2 separate regions of the Sus scrofa genome follow, and region 1 is linked to region 2. A link is a contact called in public Hi-C data. All regions are on one chromosome and are shown on one strand. The core of a region is the stretch at or near the end of the contact, and the rest is flanking DNA. Distances in the headings are between cores, read along the strand shown. Region 1 holds the start of PAK1 (serine/threonine-protein kinase PAK 1). Region 2 overlaps PAK1 (serine/threonine-protein kinase PAK 1).

Region 1 (4,859 bases), core at 2,206-4,705, 70 kb after region 2:
CCAGGGATCGAACCTATGCCACAGCAGTAACAATGCTGGATCCCTGACCCACTGTGCCACCAAGGAACTCCCTGAGAACTATTCTTGAATAAACTGGCAGTAAATAGGGTTAAGTCATTTTATATTATTCATTCAACAAATATTTGAGTGCTTACTACACACAGTCACTATTCTAGGCCCTGGGATTAAGGCAGTAAATAAAATTCTCTGCTCTCAGGAAGCTTTTAATCTAGTGGCAAAATAGATTATACGGAATGGAATGGAATGAAATGGCAAGGCAAGGCAAGGAATGTCAGGCAGGCTGTGCTATGGAAGAAAAAGGGAGGGAAGAACAGATGGAGGTGGCAAGGACTTGGTCTTATGAAAAGCAGATCTTTAAACCTTGTGATTCTCAAGCTTTGGCAAGTATCATACTCATCTGAAGGGCTTGTTAAAGCAGATAATGGGTGGCCCCAACACTAGAGTGTTTCATTTGTAGGTCTGAGACAGGACACATAATTTGCAATTCTAACCATTCTCATGAATTTTTATTGATGCTGCTGGTGCAGGGACCACACTTGGAGAAAACTGTTCTAACCAAAGAATGAGGTAACCTCTAACTTATGGGTCTTGACTTGCTTCTTCATTCTTACATTCATTTCCAACACTTATTCAGCACCAGGAACTTCAGTAGACATTGAAACTAAACTGATCCTGCCCTCAAGAAATTCACAGATTAATGGAAAAGACAGGCACAAACTTAGACATTTGCAATAGAGTGCTATAGGGACCTATAAGAGTGGTCTGTACATGAGCCATGGAATAGAGAAGAGCAACTCTACTACGGAGATAATAGAAGGAGAAACTAAGGGACTGCTTCCCAGAGGTCCAACAAGTGCTTCTCCACAGGCAGGTAGAAGGTGGCATTCCAGGCAAAAAGAACAACACATGCAAAAGCAGAGATGAGAAGAGGGGGGCAGAGGGTTATAGAAAATGAGCCTCTGCAAAGGTAGGCAGTACTCTAACCTCCAAGAGGTTCCTACTCATATCAGAGTTTAAAATTTTTCTTTAGCAAATGACCAGTTGAGGGTGGGGAGAAATGATTGGTTTTTGTTTTACAAAGATCTCTCTGGATATACAGTGCCCTCCTTGTAGAAAGCACTCCTTCCTCCAAACCTAACACAGAACCTCATAACATGTGCTGAGTAAGTGTATACTGAATTAAACTGAACAAGCTCTTTGTCAAGTGTTATCTTATGGATGAGAGGCAGGTCACCACCTTCCCCGCAGGTCTCACTTTGGCCAGGACAAGACCTGTAAAACAGGTCCAGCAGCCTCAATTATTGCACACTGCTCCCTGTACAACTGGAGCCCCCAGAGAGGACGGAAGGCCTTCACTGTTTACATGGCTACCTCACCCACTAGACTTTGAGCTCTGTGAAGACAGGGAATATCTTAATAGATTCAAAATCCCCACAGCCCTAGCAGGAAACTTGAAACAGTAGCTCTTCAGATCCCAGCAATGTTGGGTAAATCAATGACTAAATAGGCAAATTTCCCAGACAGACCCAAGAGCTCACAAAAGTTAAGGACATGGATAAGCTTCAGGGAATGTTTCGGGGTCCATGATTCCAAAACCCTTTTTGAGAAGTATAGTTTCTAGTTGAGGAGAGACTGATTTCATTCGCACCTGATTCAGGATTTACCAAATGTGAACAAAAAAAGTGCTGTGGTAGAAATCCAAGCAGGCCTCTGAGGGGCCCAAAGAGAAAGTTTTGCCTGAGAGGAGTATGGGGGTGGTGCCAGCAAAGACTTCTAATGGGGGTAATTCTTCCGCAGACTCCTGAAAGCTAAGTAGGTGGTGGATACCCGCCTGCTTCGAGGGCACAAAAACAAGTTCCTGGAACGGTAAGACTGGAAGTGACCTGCTCAAGGTCACACAGGAAGTAGGTGAAGTCACAAGTTAAGACCAATGAGGCATGTGTCTACTGTTGACTCCTTTTTCTCCTGACCAAGTCGAGAGAGAGCCCAAAGACACCGGAGGCAAAATTACACATTTTCTCAGAAACAACTCTTAAAGGCTAAACTAGTGAATTTGAAATGTTTATTGGTACCAGGGTACCAACTCTTGCCTTCACCTTTCACTGTTCCGGGGGCGGGGGGGTGGGAGGAGAAAGTGTAAGACAGTTATCCAAAGGGCTTAACAAACAACAAGCACTTGGCTCTCCACACTTCCAAACACCCAGAACGTCTCCAGTGTTCTTCCAAAACACCCCAGCAATGTCTGCTGTGAAACTACTCCAGACAGTAAAGGATATAATAGCGCCTATTGAAATGGAATAATCAACATGAAACAGCCACAATTCTCCTTTCCCAGTTTGTTTTTAACGCCACAAGTGAGCGTCTTCCCGGGGTGGGGGAGGGGCCGCGTGAGTCAAACACCATCCAGTATTTTTCAAGGAGTTGAACCCTAGACGTGATCCCCCGCCCCCCTGGCCTGGACCGGGGTGATTTCTTTCGTGCACAATGAATCTGACGCTGCCTTGCTAGGCTCCCCGTCGGGGGGCCGCAAAGTTCGGGAGGGAGTCCCGGACCCAGACCAGCGGTCCCGACCCCTCCCCGCCTCGGCCCGCCGCCGGGTCCCTCAGCTCCCCCCCCCCGGCGTCTGAGACCTGCGGCCGCCCGGGTGAGCGCACGGGGAGCCTTTGTTGGTCCGACAGCGGCGGCCAGCCTCGAGGGGCGACGCCCCCGCCTCGCCTCACCTGGCGCCCCCCGCCCGCCCAGCCCTGCAGCCGGAATGAATGGGCCCCACGCCCCGCGACGCCCCCGCCCCCGCACCGCGCGACGCCAAGGGTACCGCGCGGGAGGCCGGCTCTCACCTTCCGCGCTTAGCTTCGGCTCCACTCGGTTCCTCCTCCTTTTCCACGCCGGCGGCGGCGGCGGCGGCCGAGCGGGGGAGCGAGCGCGCGAGTGTGTGCGAGGGGCCGCTTCACTTTCCCCCTCCCGCCGCCTCAGCCGCCGCCGCCGCGCACTCGGCGCCTCCCCGCCTCGCTGGTGCCGGGGAGTCCGCTCCGGACCGGGCGGGGGCGGGGGTGGTCAGCGACCCGGGGGTGAGGTGGGGGAGGGAGGGAGCCCGGCGACGCCGCTGAGGAGGTGCGGCTCCGGCCGCTGGAGAGGCGAGGGGCTCGACTGGCCTCCGGGGGAGGAGGTGGGGAGACAGAGGGTTCTTTGAGGGGCTCCGCAAAAGAGGGGGTAAGAGTCTGAGAGAAAGCGTCTGTCGAGTAGGACGGCGGAGCTGCTGAGGGAGGCGGCGGGGAGGCGCGACGGACGGGCGGAGGGGGAGGGGGCTGTGGGGGGAAACCGTGAGGGGGCGTCTGCGGTGCTACCGACACCTGGGTCTCCAGCTGAAGCCCCGGCCCGGGCCCCCGCCTCGGCCTCCGCCGAGCTATTGTACGCCGCCGGGCCGGGCGGACCGCCTCGCCCACCGGCCCCCCGCCCCCTCCCCCGCGAGGCCGAGGCTCCGGCCCAGCCAGGCCCGCCCAGCCTCCTGCAGGTGGGAGGGGGCGGGGAGGACTGGACCGACCCACGTGAGCGAAGCCAACCCAGGCCTGGGGGAGGGCCAGCGCCTGGAATGACGTCATTGGCGCGTGACGCCAGAGGCTGGGGAATCACCCGCTGCCGCATGACGTCATTGCGCCCCCGTCTCTCCTCGAGTGCTATCGCTCGCTACAGCTGCAGGCTCCTTTAAGGCGGGCTTTCCCCAGGATGTTTGTGGGAGGTGTTAAGGGGCGACAGTGGTGGAATCGGGGTCGAAAAAGACAGCCAATCCCATAGGATTGTGGTCCTCTTGGTTATAAAGCACCACTGCATCTGCTAGCTTGTTGCCAAGCGCTGAGTTTGGAAGCTACCCCATATCCTGTGACCTCAGAACTGGACATTTAATACACTGTTGGCTTTCTTGGAGGAGGGGCAAAGAAATGTTAATGGAGGTTTCAACTATTGTGCTCTGGTAGAAAAGAATGGGCAGCTTTTCGCGCCTTCCTACACCAACGGAGGTCGCATTCTACGCAAACCTTTTCCCTGAGTTCAGATTCTGCGTTTCCTAATGAAATGTTTGCACTGTACCTCAAATTCCCCATGTCCAAAACTGAAACAACGTTAGTGACTAAGGGTTTGGAATTAAGTTGCCTTGCTTCAGATTCCAGCTGTACAGATGTTGGTGATAGGATCTTAACATTTCTAAGCCACAGTTTCTCCTTAAGTTGTACCTGTGTATGGGTAACTTGATCTGAGTCACCGTTTTATAATAATAGTAAGTGCAATTTAGCACCATTAAGCCCTTTGGAATGTAGACTGTTCCTACTACAATATTCCCCAAAACTTGTGACTCATGTTACTTTCTGGTCTTGGTGAATGGACCACCATTCAGCAGTACACTAAGCCAGAAACCCCCATTCTTCTTTCTCAACGCTCATCAAATTTGTCACCGAGTCCTGTAGAGTCTCCTAAATATTTCCCAAGATCTCGCCCTTCTCTTCACTCACTGCCATCACCTAGACAACTAGAGCGGCTTTCAGTCTTCCAGATTCAACCGTACTTACCAGTGACCAGAGTAACCTTTTAAAACGACAAATCTGACGAAAGCCTTCCCTCTTTAAATACTCTCAAAGGGTTTTGTGCTTCACAATAAAATCCACATTCTTAATGTGGCACTGCACAACCTTGGTGCTTACACCAGCCTTTCTAGCCTCATCTTACGTGGTATCTTTTGTTCCAGCCACACGGAAATACTACTTAATGTTCTTTGGACAAACATGTCTTCGTGTCTCTGAGCCCTGCTCTATCTCACTGGCCAACACCTATTCATTCTACAAAGCCCA
Region 2 (5,106 bases), core at 1,192-3,691:
CATGGTCACTAGTATGAAATATAGCTATGTAATCAAAGATTTTAAGACACATAACATCGAAGCCAAAAGCAACCTTACAGGTCATCTAATCTGATCCCTCCACATAACAAGTAGGAATTTACTAAGTGTCTGCTATGAGCTAAGCATCAGAGAAAATAAATAATTTCTCAGTCCTCAAATCAGTCATGTGATACAGTTGCGGGTTCTTCACTGAAATACAATTCAAATCAATAAATTTTTACTCAGTACTTATATGTAAGGTGCTGTGCTAGAAACCAGGGGTATAGAAATAAATAAATGAATAAGCTATGATCCCAGCTCCAGAGGTTCTCACAGTCTAGTAGGCAGGATAGAAAGGACCTAAAAACCCACAATGTTAGGCTAATTATGAATAGTGCTGTAGAACAGTATAAGCAGTAAACTGTCATAAGAAGCAGAAAGAAAAGATTGTATGAAACTGAGGTGATCACTGAGGCTTCATAGAAGAGGTGGTATTAAGAGTAGCGCCTAAAGAATAAATAGGTCAAATTAGTGGTCACTGACTTTGGACTACCAGAATTTTCTAGAAGCTTTTTAAAATACAAGCTGAAGTATTTGGGGGAGGGGAGTATACTAATATCTGCAATTTACTTTGAAATGTGTTTTTCAAAAACAAAGATTAAGACATGAACACAGATGTGACATAATATATATGTCAATATAGAATATATAATGGATTGATAAAAGCAAGTACATGAAAATGTTTCAGGTTGTGATGATGTTTTTAAAAAAGAAAATGTTAATGTGAAGAATCTAAGTGGTAGTTATAGAGGTATTCACTATGAAATTCTTTCAACTTTGCTATGTTTGAGATTTTCCTAATAAAAAACAGAGGGAAAATACCACCACTTGAACTCTGATTTTAATTGGTCTGGGAAAGGCCCAAGCATTGGTGTATTACCTTGACCAAGGAAAAAAAAAAAACAATAAATGAATGATTTTGATAGAGAACAATGATGACAAATATACCCCAGACCACCAGAATAACCCAAGTCTGAGAGTAGAATGTGTGGCAATGTGGTAGAATGCAACATTAAGGTAAAAAAGGAGGACACACAGCAATTACAGTGGGCCTTTTACTTTGTGCAACACATACAGCACTAGTCAGAAAAATGATCCCTTCTAAGCAGTTCCAGATCTGTACCATGAATGTTCCATGTTAAAAATAAAAGATAACACTATTGATTTAACAAGCCTGAAAGATGACAAAGAGAAAAGAGGTGTTGTCTGGAGGAGGGGACCAGCTGCTCTCTGTCTGCACTGAGGACTCTGATGCCGTGAGTTCACACAATAGGACTTGGAGTTTAGGAGAGTCCTCTAAATTGCTAAAATCCTTTTTAAAAGTATCCCCAAAACTTGGTGTGGTTGCCAAGGGGGAGGGAGTGGGATGGATTGGGAGCTCGGGGTCAATAAATGCAAACTTTTCCAATTAGCAATAAGATCCTGCTGTATAGCATTGAGACCTATGTCTAGTCACTTACGATAGAGCATGATAATGGGAGAAAAAAGAATGTATACATGTATGTGTAACTGGGTCACCTTGCTGTACAGTAGAAAAAAAACTGTATGGGGGAAATAATAATAATATAAAAAAAGTATCCCCATAAAACCTCCTGGACCAACCAACTTTATAAATAGGATTTTAGCTATTATTTGGGGCTGATTTTTTTTTTTTTTAATCTTTTTAGGGCCACACCTTCGAGATAGGCTGGGGGTTGAATCAGAGCTACAGCTGCCAGCTTACACCATAGCCACAGCAACGTGGGATCTGAGCCACATCTGTGACCTACACCACAACTCATGACAACACTGGATCCTTAACACACTGAGCGAGGCCAGGGATTGAAGCCGAATCCTCATGGACACTAGGTGGGTTTGTGACCACTGAGCTACATCAGGAACTCCTGAGACTGATATTTTATTTTATTTTTTATTTATTTATTTATTTTTTTTTGTCTTTTTGCTATTTCTTGGGCCGCTCCCGCGGCATATGGAGGTTCCCAGCCTAGGGGTCGAATCGGAGCTGTAGCCACCAGCCTACGCCAGAGCCACAGCAACGCAGAATCTGAGCCGCGTCTGCAACCTACACCACAGCTCACGGCAACGCCAGATCCTTAACCCACTGAGCAAGGCCAAGGACCGAACCTTCAACCTCATGGTTCCTAGTCAGATTCGTTAACCACTGTGCCACAACGGGAACTCCTCATTTTGCTCTTTCATTCATGCAAATATTTTATTCATCACCTACAGTTTGCCAGGCTATGTTAGGGGCTAGGGATAAAACAGGGAACAAATCAGAAGCAGCAAAATCTCCGAGACAATGATCATCACCAAGGGTCACACAGCTAGAGGACAGCAGAGGTAGGGACCTGAAATGAAGTCTGTGTGACCTTAGAATCATATCTCTCTCCACTGTACCACTACACTGTTCACTCCAGAGGCAAAGGAATGCCTCGGGCAATTACTTAAATGAAGAGAAAGGAAAAAAGAAATAAAACTTACTTAATATATTAATCCCATTTTCAGTTCCAATAACTCAGAGCAGCTGAGACTGGCATGATCAACACTCCACCCAAGACTGGGGAGTACTGCATGCCCTTGACACCTGGTTATGAGAATCTGATCTTTAATTTAATTGTGCCAGGAGGTTTTCTTTGGCAGGAGCCTGGAATGCTGCGGTTTCGAATTTGCTGAGGGATGTCCTTCTGAAAGACATTCCCACTACACAGTTTCCAGCCACTTGCACTGGTTTAGCAACGAGAAAGCAACTGCCGAGTTAGCAGAGAGGAAAACTGGAAACTGTTTCTGGGCTGTTGGGAAAGCTACTTTAATTTTTGACGCTCGGTTTAAACCTCTTTTGTAAAATACAAATAAGCCTATCTATGTTATAAAGTTATCATGAGAATTAAAAAGCATATATAAAAGCCCCTACCCTGCCATCTGGCACAAAATAGACATTCAGTAAATATCTGTTCTCATCCCCCAACTCAACTATCCAATTTCATCTCTTCTATTCCCTAAACTTGTCATTCCAGCCCAAACTGCTTCATGTTCCTGCTTTGCCCACAGTTCTCTCTGACTAAAACGTCCCAACTTGTCTTCCAAGAAAACTCCTACTCATTCTTCAAGACCCAGTTTGACTCACTTTCTCTACAAAACCTTCACACAAGTTCTATTTCTACTTTCCCCCAAGTTTTATAACATTTTATATATAATTCTAAACAGCAGCTTCCATATTTCATCATATCAACCTTATCAAGACTATGAACAAGTCAAAGGAAAAAAACCAACTCTAAATAATCTTTATGTTCCCAAGTGTCACCCAGTATAGATCTGGCACTAGATACTTAGTAAAGTTTCACTGACTAAGGTAGCCTGGTTTAGAGAAGAAAAATACAAGAGCTGGAAGGACCTTGAAAAATCAGCTAGTTTCATACTTTTATAGTTCAAACATGAAACTCACGGGTGTATGTAACTTACCTAAGATCACTCAATGAAATAGTGAAAAGCCTCTGATTATTCTGATTCTCCTAAAAACACTCTTTATCCACTAATTATACTTTGAGACAGAATTAACCAAGGGCTGTACCTGGAAAACTTCCTATAATTGGAGAGGGATGAGAGGCAGCAAAGTAAAATGGAAAAGGCAGAGAGATTTGGAATCGAGACTTAAATTCACTTATGCTGACCCTGTACCTTCACCATTCCCTCCCCTACCAATCATATTACACATCTTTCTCACTCCTATCACCCGTGAAGATAGTCACTAGAGTGACTTCCAGAAACAAGTACCAAGGGTCTTATAATCCCTCTTCTACCATCTGGGGAAATTCCTAATGGGGGTGGTACATAAGATTAAGGGATCAGGGAGTTCCCTTTGTAGTGCAGCAGGAACAAATCCAACTAGTATCCATGAGGATGTGGGTTTGGTCCCTGGCCTTGCTCCATGGGTTAAGGATCCAGCATTGCCATGAGCTGTGACGCAGATCGCAGACACAGCTCGGATACCACGCTGCTCTGGCTGTGGTGTAGGCTGGCAGCTGTAGCTCTGATTCGACCCCTAGCCTGGGAACTTCCACATGTTGTGGGTGCGGTCCTTAAAAAAAAAAAAAAAAAAAAGATTAAGTGATCAGGACAGGCATCTCTGATAAAGAAACACTTAAGACTTGAATGAAATGTGTCAGCAAATTCACAGCAACATCTGGAAGTGTTTTTAAGTAGAAGGCACAGTAAGCACAAATGTCCTAAAGGAGAATATTTGGTGGCCCACAAAACAGCAAAAAGGGCAAGAAAATAGTTGAGTGAGCAATGAGAAATGTGATAAGAGTCTAAGATTCAAGATGCAGCCAGAGGTCAAATTATGCAGGACCTTATAGGCCTTGATAAATTTGGATTTTGTAGCAAGTGTGAGAGTTTTGAGCAATGATCTAATTTATGTTTTAAACAGACCACTCTGGCTGCAGAGAACTGAATGTAGGGGAGCAAAGGAAAAGTGGAGAGAACTTTAAGAAGCAATTTTTTTTTTTTTTTTTTTTTGGTCTTTTTAGGGACACACCTGTGGCACAGGAGGTTCCCAGGCTAGGGGGCAAATCAGAACTGTAGCTGCTGGCCTACACCACAGCCACAGCAACACCAGATCCAAGCCACGTCTGCAAACTACATCACAGCTCAAGGCAATGCCAGATCTTTAACCCACTGAGCGAGGCCAGGGATCGAATCTGCATCCTCATGTATACCAGTCAGATTCGTTTCCACTGAGCCACAATGGGAACTCCAAGAAGTAATAGTAAGTAACCAGGAATTCATATGAGAACTGATGGTGACTTAAATAGACTACAGTAGATAGAGAGAAGTATTACAAAGGTAGATATTTTGAAGGTAGAGCCAAATGGCTTATTTAGAGATTGGATATGCAATGTGAGAAAAAAATGAAAAATCAGGATGATCTCTAAATTTTTGACCTGAGCTGAGAATATGAGATAATATAAACATGTTATAGAGTCTTTTATTCAAAGACACACACACACACACACACACACACACACACCCCTCCCCTGACACCCACAT

Evidence for each region. Hi-C and Micro-C count contacts between places; a contact is called where the count stands out from the background.
Region 1: a Hi-C map of skeletal muscle shows a contact between it and region 2, with 2.2 times the contacts expected there. The contact joins the promoter of PAK1 here to the enhancer-like site in region 2. A contact is called at or near these places in 7 of 47 Hi-C or Micro-C datasets (embryonic fibroblasts, epiblast stem cells, fetal heart ventricle and 2 more) and 2 of 2 datasets of contacts at active chromatin or transcription factors (alveolar macrophages and skeletal muscle).

What each region holds. Positions count from the first base shown.
Region 1 is chr9:11,969,619-11,974,477 of Sscrofa11.1, forward strand. It overlaps PAK1 (serine/threonine-protein kinase PAK 1), which reads right to left and starts at 3,456. Exons shown (of 15, transcript XM_005667164.3): 1 at 2,859-3,456. It also overlaps the pseudogene LOC100511827.
Region 2 is chr9:11,900,325-11,905,430 of Sscrofa11.1, forward strand. All of the region lies in intron 1 of PAK1 (serine/threonine-protein kinase PAK 1), which reads right to left. Among named protein-coding and RNA genes, the nearest start is that of PAK1, 70 kb to the right of the region's middle. Within about 2 kb of position 2,442, at least 2 of the 83 cell types and tissues checked have an H3K27ac peak or open chromatin away from gene starts, as enhancers often do. A contact at or near this core is called in skeletal muscle, where this site is marked.